Regions from separate parts of the Sus scrofa genome. Here all the other regions are linked to region 3. A link is a contact called in public HiChIP or PLAC-seq data. All regions are on one chromosome and are shown on one strand. Each heading gives the region's core, a stretch centred on a gene start, on an enhancer-like site or on the middle of the called end of the contact. The rest is flanking DNA. Distances are from core to core; before and after follow the strand shown. Region 1 holds the start of IQCG (IQ domain-containing protein G). Region 2 holds the start of HEG1 (protein HEG homolog 1). Region 3 holds the start of ZNF148 (zinc finger protein 148).

Region 1 (3,804 bases), core at 1,053-3,552, 380 kb before region 3:
CTTCCACTTAGAAAAACTATATTTAACCTGAAAAATTAGTTTAAACTGCTATCAAGGTGTTACCCTTCCTCAGTAAATCAAAGGCTTCTCTGCTTAAATAAGCTTTACAATGAGAACATCCTATGGAGAAATTTCCTCTGTACTGAATCAATAGCAAATGATAAGTTTACAGTGTGATTTTGGCCACAATAAAGTGATCCTGAGGAGGGTGGTACAAATGTGTCTCATGAAACAAACATACACAGAAATTAAAGAATTTTTATGTAAACTGAAAAAGATTCCAAACTAGCCAAATTTTCTGGTATAAGCGCAGTCTTAGGAGGAAGTAGCATGGTAAGAAGATTTTGTTCTTTGCTGTGTTATTTTTCCATTTTTTGGGCCTGGGGCCTAGGTGAGTGTGCTTCACACAGGTAAGATAGGGCTACACTTATGCAGAACCCAGTACTTTTGTGCTGTTCTGGCTTCTCATTGCTCAACACTGAAAACTTAGGAGTCATTTCTGCTTCCTCCTTCATCGTGACATCAGCATTCTCCCAGTTCAAAGCATCACCACATCCTATGGATTTTACTTTCTATTTCCATATCCCCCCAACACCATGTTGAATCTGTTGTTCCTTGCTTGAACTACTCTAAAAGCCTCTAAATTATTATTATTATTATTATTTTGTCTTTTTAGGGCCGCACCGAGGTATATGGAGGTCCCCAGGCTAGGGGTCTAATCAGAGCTGTTGCCTAGGCCACAGACACAGCAAAGCCAGATCCGAGCCATGTCTGCAATCTACACCACAGCTCACAGCAACGCTGGATCCTTAACCCACTGAGTGAGGCGAGGGATTGAACCCACAACCTCATGGTTCCTAGTTGGATTCGTTTCCTCTGCACCACAACAGGAACTCCTAACAGCCTCTAAATTAAAAGCGATTTTTTTTTAAATGAACGACTGACCTTTTCAAATTGAAACTCTCATCACATCTCTCTTTAAAACCCTTCAATGGATTCTATTACCTTAGGACAAAAACTAAAATTCTCAACTTGGACCATAAGACTTGCATGACCTGGGTTCCTCTGTTCTTCTCCAGATCCACCTAGCACTGCCCTTTTATTGCTCTCATGGCCTCAGTTTCAGTGGGCTTCTTTCTTCTATGGAATCATGCTCCCTTCCAACTCAAGGTCTTTGCACGTGTTACTCCTTCAACTTGCACTCCTCTCCCTGCCCCTCTCCAAATTGTAAAGTCCCACTGATCCATCAGATATCAGCTTTAAATCACTGGCTTTTGCTAAGTATCTGCCATTGGCCCCCTCTGGAACCAATCTTTATAGCTAATTTTTTTCTCATATTACTTTTTTTTTTTTTGCTTTTTAGGGCATATGGAGGTTCCCAGGTTAGGGGCTGAATCCGAGCTGCAGCCGCTGGCTACATCACAGCAATGCAGGATCTGAGTCGTGTCTGTAACCTACACCACAGCTCACAAAAACGCTGGATCCTTAACCCACTGAACGAGGCGAGGGATCGAACGTGAGTTCTCTTGGCTGCTCGTCAGATTCTTTAACCGCTGGGCCACGACGGGAACACCTTACATTACCTTCTAATGTAGTATATATTTTATTCACTTGTTTTGCTCCCTCTACTAGATGTAAGCTCCATGAGGCAGAGATTTCTGCCGTTTTACTTACTGCAGCGTTTTCTGAGCCAAGAACAAAGCTTGGTACATGGTAGTCAGTCATTAAAACTACTTGTTGAAAAAAAGAAATAAATGCATTGAGCAACCCAAATAAATGTGCAATAATTAGGAAATTAAATCTCTGACTCAACTAATCTATCCAACTCTGGTCTGCAAGTATTTACTTAAGACCTATTACACATGGGCACGGTACTGCGCTCACTGAGAGCTTGGCGGCTGACGGAATTATTTTAAAAAGGGAAGGAGGCCTTTTGAGGGCAGTGCTCTTCACCCCAAAGACAAAATGAAAGAATGGAAGTAAGAACTTAAGTCATTTCTTGAAAGAAATAAAGGAGTACGAGGAAAGGAGGAAGGGGATGGGAAGGGGAGGTAAAGAGAACTCCCTCCCTCCTCCTGCCTTCGTGCTGGCGGGCTTTCTCTTCCAGGCTAGAACCCGAGAGTCTCCGTTCGCTCTATTCCACTGTGAAGAGAAGGAAAGAGACTCCCTTGTTGGCGAATCAAATCTGGAGGACCGGAGCGGCTTCACCTCAACTACTGCACACGGGAATGACGCTGAGGTGTTTCTGTGGCAACGCAAGCTTCGGAGGGCCTTTCTTCTCGTTTAGCTGGCTACCATTTTGCCTCCATCTGCTCCAAAATAATGCGGGTCGCATCTTACAAAGATAAAAGGACTCAGGGAAAGAATTGTACGAATGCTCTTGAACGAGGCTTATTTTAGTCAGAAGACGATTTCTCGGGCTCTTTTTTTGGCGGTCGCGGAAGATGCCTAAATGGGGGCGGGGCAGATAGGTGTTTACCCACAAGGCTCCGCGGCGGGGCCTTCCCCCTTCTCTTTCAGCCATCTTGGAGCCTGTGGAGGTGAGTTTAGCTCTGGCAGCTGAACTTTGAGGGCAAATGACTGGGATGGACTCGGTTTTTGCCTCAGCGAGGCACTGCTGCATCGCCGGGTCTCTGCCAGCTAGTGATATTTATGGATTCTAGCAACGGGGAGGACAGGATGGAGGAGATATTGGACTGATGGTGCTGGTCCCCTGACGTCTGTGAACGGGTGCTCCCGTAATCGGAGTTGCTTCCTGGAGGAACAGAGATGGATTCTGTCTGGCAGCAGTTGCCCTTTTGAAGCAGTCGTTCCTTTAGGCAGGGTTCCTTGTCCATTTATTCTTTCTCTAAACCTGGCTTTGCGTATTTACGATCTCTTTTTAGCCTTTCTTTCCTATGCTGTGCTTAAGAGCCTTGTTCCTTGCGTGCTTCTGTTTTCTTTGATATTCATTTTCTCCTACTGACCGTGGCGTGAATTTTCTTAAGACTTCCTTTTGGAGTTTCTAGAAGTTACTTGTAGTTTACTGTCTTACCACTTTTCGTTTTTGTCTCATTTTGGAGTTTGCTTAGCTGTTATCTGACTTAGGGGTCCTTTTCTGAGGAGACTAGGTAGGAAACGTGCGAATACAAGATTTTAAACTGATTATTTTTGTTTTAAGGCCTCCTGGGAGCAGGACTTCAAAACCAGCAAATATGTCGGGAAGGTATGCGTTTCACATATCATTGCTTTGTACTTGCAGTCTCTTTATTACGCTTGAACCTAAACGTGAGCTTAAAATTGGTGGGGGAAAAAATGTTTGCTACACGGGTCATCATCACAAGTCAGATCTGTACCTGTGGTTTATCGAAGTTGAGGTATCTTTTAACAGCTTATGGTTAACGATATATTTTGTCGTAGGTTGTGGTCCAAGGCCATTTTTGCTGGTTATAAGCGGGGTCTCCGGAACCAGAGGGAGCACACAGCTCTTCTTAAAATTGAAGGTGTTTATGCCCGAGATGAAACTGAATTTTATCTAGGCAAGAGATGTGCTTATGTGTACAAAGCAAAGAAGTAAGTTTATGTAGTATTTTTATATTTTCTGAGTTGTACTTGATTTGTCTCATTTGAAGTTGGTAAAGTAATTGGTACTGTTGTAGAGTCTACTTTGGATTTTATGGAACATCATGGTGGTGTTGGATGTAGGTGTCTTCTGCACTTAGAAAAAGTACAGCTGTTAAGTGTTTTCAAGGAAGGAGTCAGTTCTGTATATTATGATCTTAAGGTTTTATAGAGCCCTTTTCATGTACCTTAATTCATTTCGTT
Region 2 (3,735 bases), core at 657-3,156, 300 kb after region 3:
CCTTACTCCACCCCTCACTCCCAGGTTAAGCATCTCCCATCTTACCTGAAATGGGTCCTTCTCTAGGCAGAGGGAAGATGGGGGAGGCGAATCTGGTGCATGGTTGCTCCTTGGGCCTTGGTAGTGAAGACATTTCCATATCCACACCAGAAACCTCGAAGGGCCACTAAATTCTCACATGTTACCAGAAGGGCAAGCCGGGCTATGTGAAATGTTCTTTGAGGAAGAGAGCGAGCAGCCATGACCAGAACCTCTGAGCATGTTGCCTTGGCGTGTTGGGGTTTGTCTGACTGCCTCCGGGCTGCTGGGCAGTGCTGCCTGTTCATAGGGAAGTGGGATCCTGAGAAGTTGAACTGGGTCCATGAGAGCAAACCACGTTACTTACAGAGGTGTCATTGTCTGATATTTTCTTGGAAAGACCTGGAAATTCTGCTTGAGAGCCCTGGAAAGCTGGGTTTGTTTTGTGGTTCTTTAAAAACGAAACAAAATAAAACCAAATTGTTACCCCTCACTCCTCAGCTTAAGGTGAGCTTGTATATACACAGCATCCTTTATGTTTTGTGCCAAGTGACTCATGTGGACTGAATCACCAGAGAGTGGGCCTAGCCCATTTGCAGCTGCCCTAGACACCATGATCTGCTCATTGCCCTGAAGGGGGCAGGGTCATGACTCCCAGAGACAGTAATAGAGAGGAGGGGAGAAATGAGGTGGAGACAGGCCTGAAAGGGAAGTCCACACTCACAGTTTCCTGAGCATCTGTGGTCACACAGGGTCCCCATTGGAACTGATGAGATCCCCAGGAGCTCCAGGATTCATCTCAGTTGGCACATTGTCTGCATTATTGCAAATTCCAAATTGTAGGACCAGAATTAATAATGCCACATGGTCCTTCAGAGATTAATCCCTTCATCTTTGGGAATAGCTTCAGAATCTTGAGCAAGTTACTCTCCCATTTGGAGCCCTTTTCACCTGGAAATGCAGAGGCTTAGAGTACAGTCTTAAAATGTAGACATTTTATCTTCTATATCCTGGCAACAGAGGGGATAGGGACACAAATGGAACTTTATTTACCAGGGAAATCTGTCTAAACTAAATCTTTGAATCTCTCCCCGGAAAGGTTTCCATTTAAAATTCAGGGATCTCTGTGCATCCTTCTGTTGAATTTGCTATCCGCGGCCCATTTCCAGATATGAGTTTGCCCTAGCCCTGCCTGAATTCACAGTTTTCTTTTCCCTGCAGCCTGTTTGGGTGTCCCGGCCATGACATTTCTGCAGAACTGTGGTGTGAGCCAAAGGCAGGGGTGGGCTGGGGATGGACTCCAGGTTTGAGAGGACGTGGGTGGGGGGGTGTAGGATGACTCCCGCGATGGCTGCAGGGTGTGGTGTTAGGCTTGGCTACAGCCAACTCAACCCCAGCCCTGGGGCCTGGAGGAGAGGTGGAGGGGGGGCGGCAGGCGGTAGGGGGTGTGTGTATGGGAGTGGGGGGTGGCTAAGATTAGTAGGGATGGGAAGCAGGGGCACAGGTTCCACTGCCCTCGCATATCAAAGCACTTTGTATGATCTACTTAATGGTAATCACATTACCCAGTACCTGCTTTTCACCGATTGTGCATTTAAGGAGCTGAGAAATTCTGGTCCCCGATTCAGAGGACTCGGGTTTTCTAAATTTTCTGCAAATAGCAAGGCAATACTAATCGGGGTGGGGAGGGTGGGTGTGCGTGTGTGTGTGTCCGAGGTCACCGGCTCCGAGGACCTCCCCCCGCAGTCCCAGGCCGGCGCTCGCGGGCCCGGCCCCCGCCCCCTTCCTGCCCTCTCCCCGCCCCGGCCGAGCCCGGCCGCGCTCGGCCGGTGATGTCAACCCGAGGAGGAGCCGCCCGCCCCGCGACCCGCCCGGGCTAATCAGCATGTAGCGGCGCCGGGGCCGCCTCCGCCGCGCCCGCCCGGCCCCCGACCTCCCTCCCGCGGCTCCCCACAACTTTTGAGGCGGGGACCGCGCTTGCAGCTTCACTTCGCTCACTTCCCCAGCCCGGCGCGGCACCCGCCGCCCGTTTCCCTCGCACCCGTGGCCGCCCCGCGCCCACCCGCGCGCCGGGCATGTGAGCGCGGGCGGGCGCCGCCACCATGGCCTCGCCGCCGCCGCTCCTGCTGCTGCTGCTACCGCTGCTGCTACTGCCGCCGCCGGCCGCCCCCAAGCCCCGCAACGAGAGCGAGCCGCCGCCGCCGCCGCCGCCGCCCGCGCTGTCCCCGGAGCGCCACGGGCCCGCGCCTACGGGCCACCGCTGGACAGCCGCTGTGCGTGGCACCGCGACGCGGCCCGAACCTTCGGGCCGAGTCCCCCGAGGCGGGAGCACCGGTGAGTGAGTGCCAGGGACCAGCGCCGCGCGAGCCTCGGGCTGGGGGCGTGGGCGCGCCCAGGGCTGCATCCCAGAGCCCTAGGCCCCTCCGCGTCGCTCAGCCCCGGTGGGGGCTCCGCTTCCCCTCGCGCGCTGGGACCCTTGGGGTTGGGGTGGGAGGGAGGGCAGCGAGCTGGGAGAGTGGTTTCCTAGCCGCTTTCGCCGCCGGCTGGACTGGGGTGTGTGTGACCATCCTGTTCTCTCTCTACCCCTTGGAAGAAAACTTATCTGCCATGGTGTACCCTGGACCCCCCGTACACCTACCTTAACAAAAAAAAAAGAAAGAGAAATACCTCCGAACCTTACAAAGAGCCTCTCCCACTTCGGAGGTGATAACAACTGGCCAGTCCGTTCCACAATTCCATTCTTTCCTATAGATACAGAAAGGGCCTCTCCTGGTACAGAGGCTGACTTTCAGATTTAAATAAGTGACTGTAGGGTTCTAGCCTTGAGGATATTTGTAAAGGGCAAAAGGGTGTAGCTGGAAACCAAACTCTACTGAATCACTCTAAAGCAAGAGGCTGGTAGGGCCGGGGGTGGGGGGTTCCAAGGTGAAGCCCCGCAATGCAAACGTCTTTCCTCTCCTTTTGGTTCCTGAGAGCGCTGCTCCATACCCAGCCACTGCCTGTCTGCTCAGAGAGGGACCTGTCCTCTCTCCTCTGGACCTTTTAATTCAGTTGCTTCTTTAGGTCTGGGAGAAATGCAAAGAACTAAGTGGAATTCTATCCATAATATCTTTGTGACCTGGGGACTGTCACTTCTTTGGATCTCAGCCTCTCCATCTGTGAAATGGAAGTAATGAGACCCACTCTTCCTGGCCTCCTGATGATGATGTGACAAAATGAAAGTAAAAATAAGTGGAAAGTGCTTTGAACAAAGTCAGCAGGGCTGTGTTGGCCGCTGCCTTCCTGGGAGTGATGCAAGGCATACATTCTCTCAGAGATGCCAGGATAGGTATTGACCTGGAGTTGAGGTGAAGGCTGAGAAGATTTCATCGTCCTGCTGGACACTTCATTTAAGTGTCTCATGTCACACAAACTTCCTGGGATAGGAATTCACTTGCTTCATTGCCCCGAGAGATGCCTCCTCCCATCAAACAAGAAAAAAAAAAAAAAAAAAAAAAAGCTTAGAAAATAATCAGATCCTCTCATAAAAACTCAGCTCTATGCAGTAGTACTCCCATCATTGCAAAAGCCTTGTCTTTGTGACCTTCTCCATCACGGGCACACGATCGAGAAAGTGAGGGGTCCGTAAGGGAAGAGAGAGGAGAAAAAAGCTTCTAAAGGTCTGCGGGAGACACACCCACCATGACCCCAACTCTAGGTGACTTACAGCGTACATTG
Region 3 (3,768 bases), core at 185-2,684:
ACTGCAGATGCTAGAAGTTGCCAGAAGGCTGTCCTCCAGATAACTCTTGCTCTAGCTTGTATCAATGTCTTGTTGCAATTAGCATTCAGAATATGCACTGTCACCTTATTAAAATTTATATTTTTTAATGGAGAAAGCACATGCAGAGTTGACTGTGGAGCTGTGGTTTATCTTTGTTCTTCTTAGTTACCTGTGTCTAAATTAAGCTGAACCTGTGGGCCACTGCTATTTCTAAACAGGCATAACGATTTACTAAGGTTAATGCCTGGGGAACATTAACCTTGCAGACACTAATCTAATTCAGTGCCTTCACAAGTGCATAATGCAGGAGTTTGGAGTTTCGCCAAAAAGCCCTCTATTCAAATGAAGATTCAGTTGGCAAGGGGTGGGAAGGTGGGTGTGGACAAGGGAAGGAGAACACCAGAATCGGCTTTATAGATATTTTAATGCTTTTCCTTTCTCTCTCCCTTTAGAGGTTATGTCTAGGTATTGCAGAGAGCCGCTAAATAAATCTTCAGACTATTATGAAGAAATCTTAATGAAGGTGTTTCATTCTAAGGTAAGTTCCTATGCTCATAATCACTCAACTTTCATCAAGTATCTTTTTATGTTACATGGCTGACCTTGTGCTAGGGTGCGGACACAAAGATGAGTAATTGTAAACCATTGCACAAGCACCTCAGGGCTCCCAACAAATGTTAGTCGAATGAAGGCACCGTTAAGGAGGTCACATTTTGGATAAGGTCACTTAAAGGGCCTCCAAAGATTGAGACATAACCGTGCAATCCCAGCTCTACACAGACCATTACAAAGTCTTTGCCATATAGACCGAGAAGGTTTGGGTCCCAGGTGAGGCGGGTGTTCAAACCATGTAAGACTGCACAACAGGGTCCAGGGCCGGATGTCTGGATCTCTCTCTATGCTCACACCCTGCATATGTTTGCAGTCACTAACAGGGCTTGCTAGTTTCAAGGGTGCAGGGCTGCCGCTCCTGGAAAAGGTGGCATTTGGGGTGGTAGAGGCCAACGACTGGAAGTTGCGGGGGGAGAAGGCTATAGAAGAAAGGAGAATCGGAAAGGCAAAAAAATTCTCGCAGATAACCTTTCACCTAGGTCCCCGCTCCTTCCCTTGCCCACGGCCTGAAATGCACCCGACCCCCGAGTCCTCCACTTCTCAGGGCACAGATTAAGGCTGAAGGCGGACCCCATCTCAAAGACATTATTTCCTCAGTTCTGATCTTTTTCGAACTGCTCTTCACCCAAGCCAAGCCCGGGGGAACCCGCGGCTCAGGGCCAGCTTCCCGGACCACGCCGGGCTGGTGACACGCAGGCGCCAGAATTGAAGCCACGCTGGGTCTCTCCAGCTTGGTCCTGGTCCCACGAAGGGCGGGCGCCCCAGCGCGCTTCCCGTGTGCGGGGTTTCCCACAATGCACCGCGCCGGCAGTGGCGGCGACCGCGGCGGCGCTCTAGGCCGGGCATGTCTGCGTCTCTACTGCTCTGGGAGGAGGAAGAGAAGGAGGAAGAGGAGGAGGAGGAGGGGGAGGAAGAGGAGAAAGGCGCAGGGGTGGGAGCTGTTGCCGAAGCTGCCACAGCAAAAGTTCACCCCCCTCCCCCCTTCCCCTCCTCTCAAGGCCCCTAGAGAGGTTGAAGCTGCCGCCGCCTGCAGTCGGTGACCGCGCGACTCGGCGCCTGCCCGCGGTAAAGCGCTCGGCCTGGCAGGCCTGGGCCCGGGGAGGGCGGGGGAGGGGGAGGGGGCGGCGCGCGGGGGGAGCGCGCGGCGGTAACGGCCTGACCCCGGGGGGAGCGAGCCGTGGCGAGGCTGGGGGTGGCCGGGGGACCGGCCGAGGCGGAGGGAAACGCAGGCGCTGGCCGGGGGACGGGAGGAGGCAGGGCGCGGATGGTGGGTTGGGGGGTTGAGAAAGGATAATGACGGGGGTGGCTGAAGCGAGAAGGCGGCCTCCGGGGCCGGAGGGGGGTGTCAGAGGTAGGGAAGGAGGTGGGATGATTGCACTGGGTGGCCGGAGGGTGCTGGGTGTGGGTGTGAAAAGCCTAGGGAGACACCAGGTCTCTTGTCCACCGAGCCTGGTGCAGTGCTTTATGCACCGCAGGCCTCAGTCACTGTTGCTGCCTGAATGTGTTCTTTGGGAGAAGGGAAGGGCAGGGGTTGGAGAAGAGGGACTCCTTGCAGGAAACGTAGTGGAAGCGTGCACTGAGAGAGAGGCCGGAGGGAAAGATGCCGGGTAGGTGGAGGAATGCAGGGGGTGGCTGTGGAGGAGTCTTGAGGATTTGGGGGGTGTTCATTGTGCAGATACATTAGGTATTTCGTTATGGAAAGAACTGAAGCGTTTCCAAGGAAAGGAAAGAAGGGGTTTAACGAGTTTCCCTGAATAGAAAGGGTCGGTTTGAAGCAAGAGGGAGTGCTAAATACTAGAGAATATGAAGAGAATGCCTGATAGAAGAGACAGATGTAGCAGAATTAATAAATGTTGGCCCAAGGACTAAAGAGTTATTCCAGATGGGCCAGAATGGCCTAGTTCCGAACCTGTTTGGGCTCTTCTGTAGATGACATCTGGTAAGTGTGGGTACCCGGCAAGTGGTTGGGGTCACTGAGAATTAGACTTTAGTCTGTGGTTTGGTTTGAGACCTCCACCAGTGAATGTAACAATCTCTAATGCAGACCTAAAGAACATGCCCACCCTGCAGGGATTCTCTAGGCCATGAAGTTGAGATTTTAGCAAATTTGAAATATCACTTACCAGAAGCTGGGTGAACACTGTACTGGCAGATGCTGGAATGGAAATTACTTGACTTGGCGGTTTTCTTCTTCACTGCCCAGCTTATCTGGTCCAAGAGAACTGTTGCCATATTATTCAGCTTGGGTTGCAGTACACAGGGTTATAATTAATGGTGGGCAGAGTCCATGCATGGTGGCCCTTCTTTGGAGACTCCATTTGTAGCTCAAATTAGTCTAATTGACTGGATTGGTTCCATAACTCGGCTGGTGAGAGATTTTTGCCATTCACAGCTCCTGAATGTATACTCTCATTGAGGCATGGTGGTATTGAAGAAAAATGCAGCAGCCTACAAAGTGTGGGCCTGCAGAATGGAGGATTAGGATATCTGTTTGGGTCATAAGTTGCAAGGTCAGGACTGGTTGTCTTGAGATCTAGGGGAACCTGAAGAGACTGGATGATTCTAGAGCCACGTTAGAGGGAGTACTCGCATTTATTTCCATATCAGGACATGTACCCAGGCAATTGGATTTGCTGAGCTCACATCAGACCAGATTTCCAAGAGGGAACTTTGGGCTAGAACCATACCCTTAAAATTTACCTGAAGATTATTTGCCTTTTGTTATTAAGAAAGACTGTATACACATTGCATTGTAATGTTAATTCAGCTGAGGAGTTGGTAGTATGAAGAGACTTGTGATGGAAATGAAGGGGAGGGATTAAAGGGGTAGATTGGAAAGAAATTTGGGAGAGGTGTGGGAAAATTTAGTCTTCCATTCATTTTGCAAATAACTCTGAAGGAGGATGATAATTTAGCATTTGACTGGAAGAGGGGCTTTTATTAAAATTTTGACTTCTAGAAATAATTCAGAATTATTTTTATTTTATTTGCTTATTTAGCTATTTAGGTCTGCACCCGAGACATATGGAGGTTCCCAGGCTAGGGGTCGAATTGGAACTACAGCTGCCAACCTACACCACAGCTGCAGCAACGAAGGATCCGAGCCATGTTTGTGACCTACACCAAAACTCAGGG

Evidence for each region. HiChIP or PLAC-seq counts read pairs in DNA pulled down with a chosen protein or histone mark.
Region 1: an H3K27ac HiChIP or PLAC-seq map of alveolar macrophages shows a contact between it and region 3. The contact joins the promoter of IQCG here to the promoter of ZNF148 in region 3. A contact is called at or near these places in 2 of 2 datasets of contacts at active chromatin or transcription factors (alveolar macrophages and skeletal muscle).
Region 2: a contact with region 3 is called in an H3K27ac HiChIP or PLAC-seq map of skeletal muscle, with 4 times the contacts expected there. The contact joins the promoter of HEG1 here to the promoter of ZNF148 in region 3. A contact is called at or near these places in 2 of 5 promoter capture datasets (fetal skeletal muscle and liver), 1 of 47 Hi-C or Micro-C datasets (fetal heart ventricle) and 1 of 2 datasets of contacts at active chromatin or transcription factors (skeletal muscle).

The regions. Positions count from the first base shown.
Region 1 is chr13:134,585,820-134,589,623 of Sscrofa11.1, forward strand. It overlaps IQCG (IQ domain-containing protein G), which reads right to left and starts at 2,303. Exons shown (of 10, transcript XM_021070200.1): 1 at 2,080-2,303. It overlaps RPL35A (60S ribosomal protein L35a), which reads left to right and starts at 2,469. Exons shown (of 5, transcript XM_003358773.4): 1 at 2,469-2,540; 2 at 3,161-3,205; 3 at 3,400-3,552. The coding sequence starts at 3,195.
Region 2 is chr13:135,266,660-135,270,394 of Sscrofa11.1, forward strand. It overlaps HEG1 (protein HEG homolog 1), which reads left to right and starts at 1,907. Exons shown (of 17, transcript XM_021070219.1): 1 at 1,907-2,352. The coding sequence starts at 2,121.
Region 3 is chr13:134,968,234-134,972,001 of Sscrofa11.1, forward strand. ZNF148 (zinc finger protein 148) reads left to right here and starts at 1,435. Exons shown (of 9, transcript XM_021070208.1): 1 at 1,435-1,698.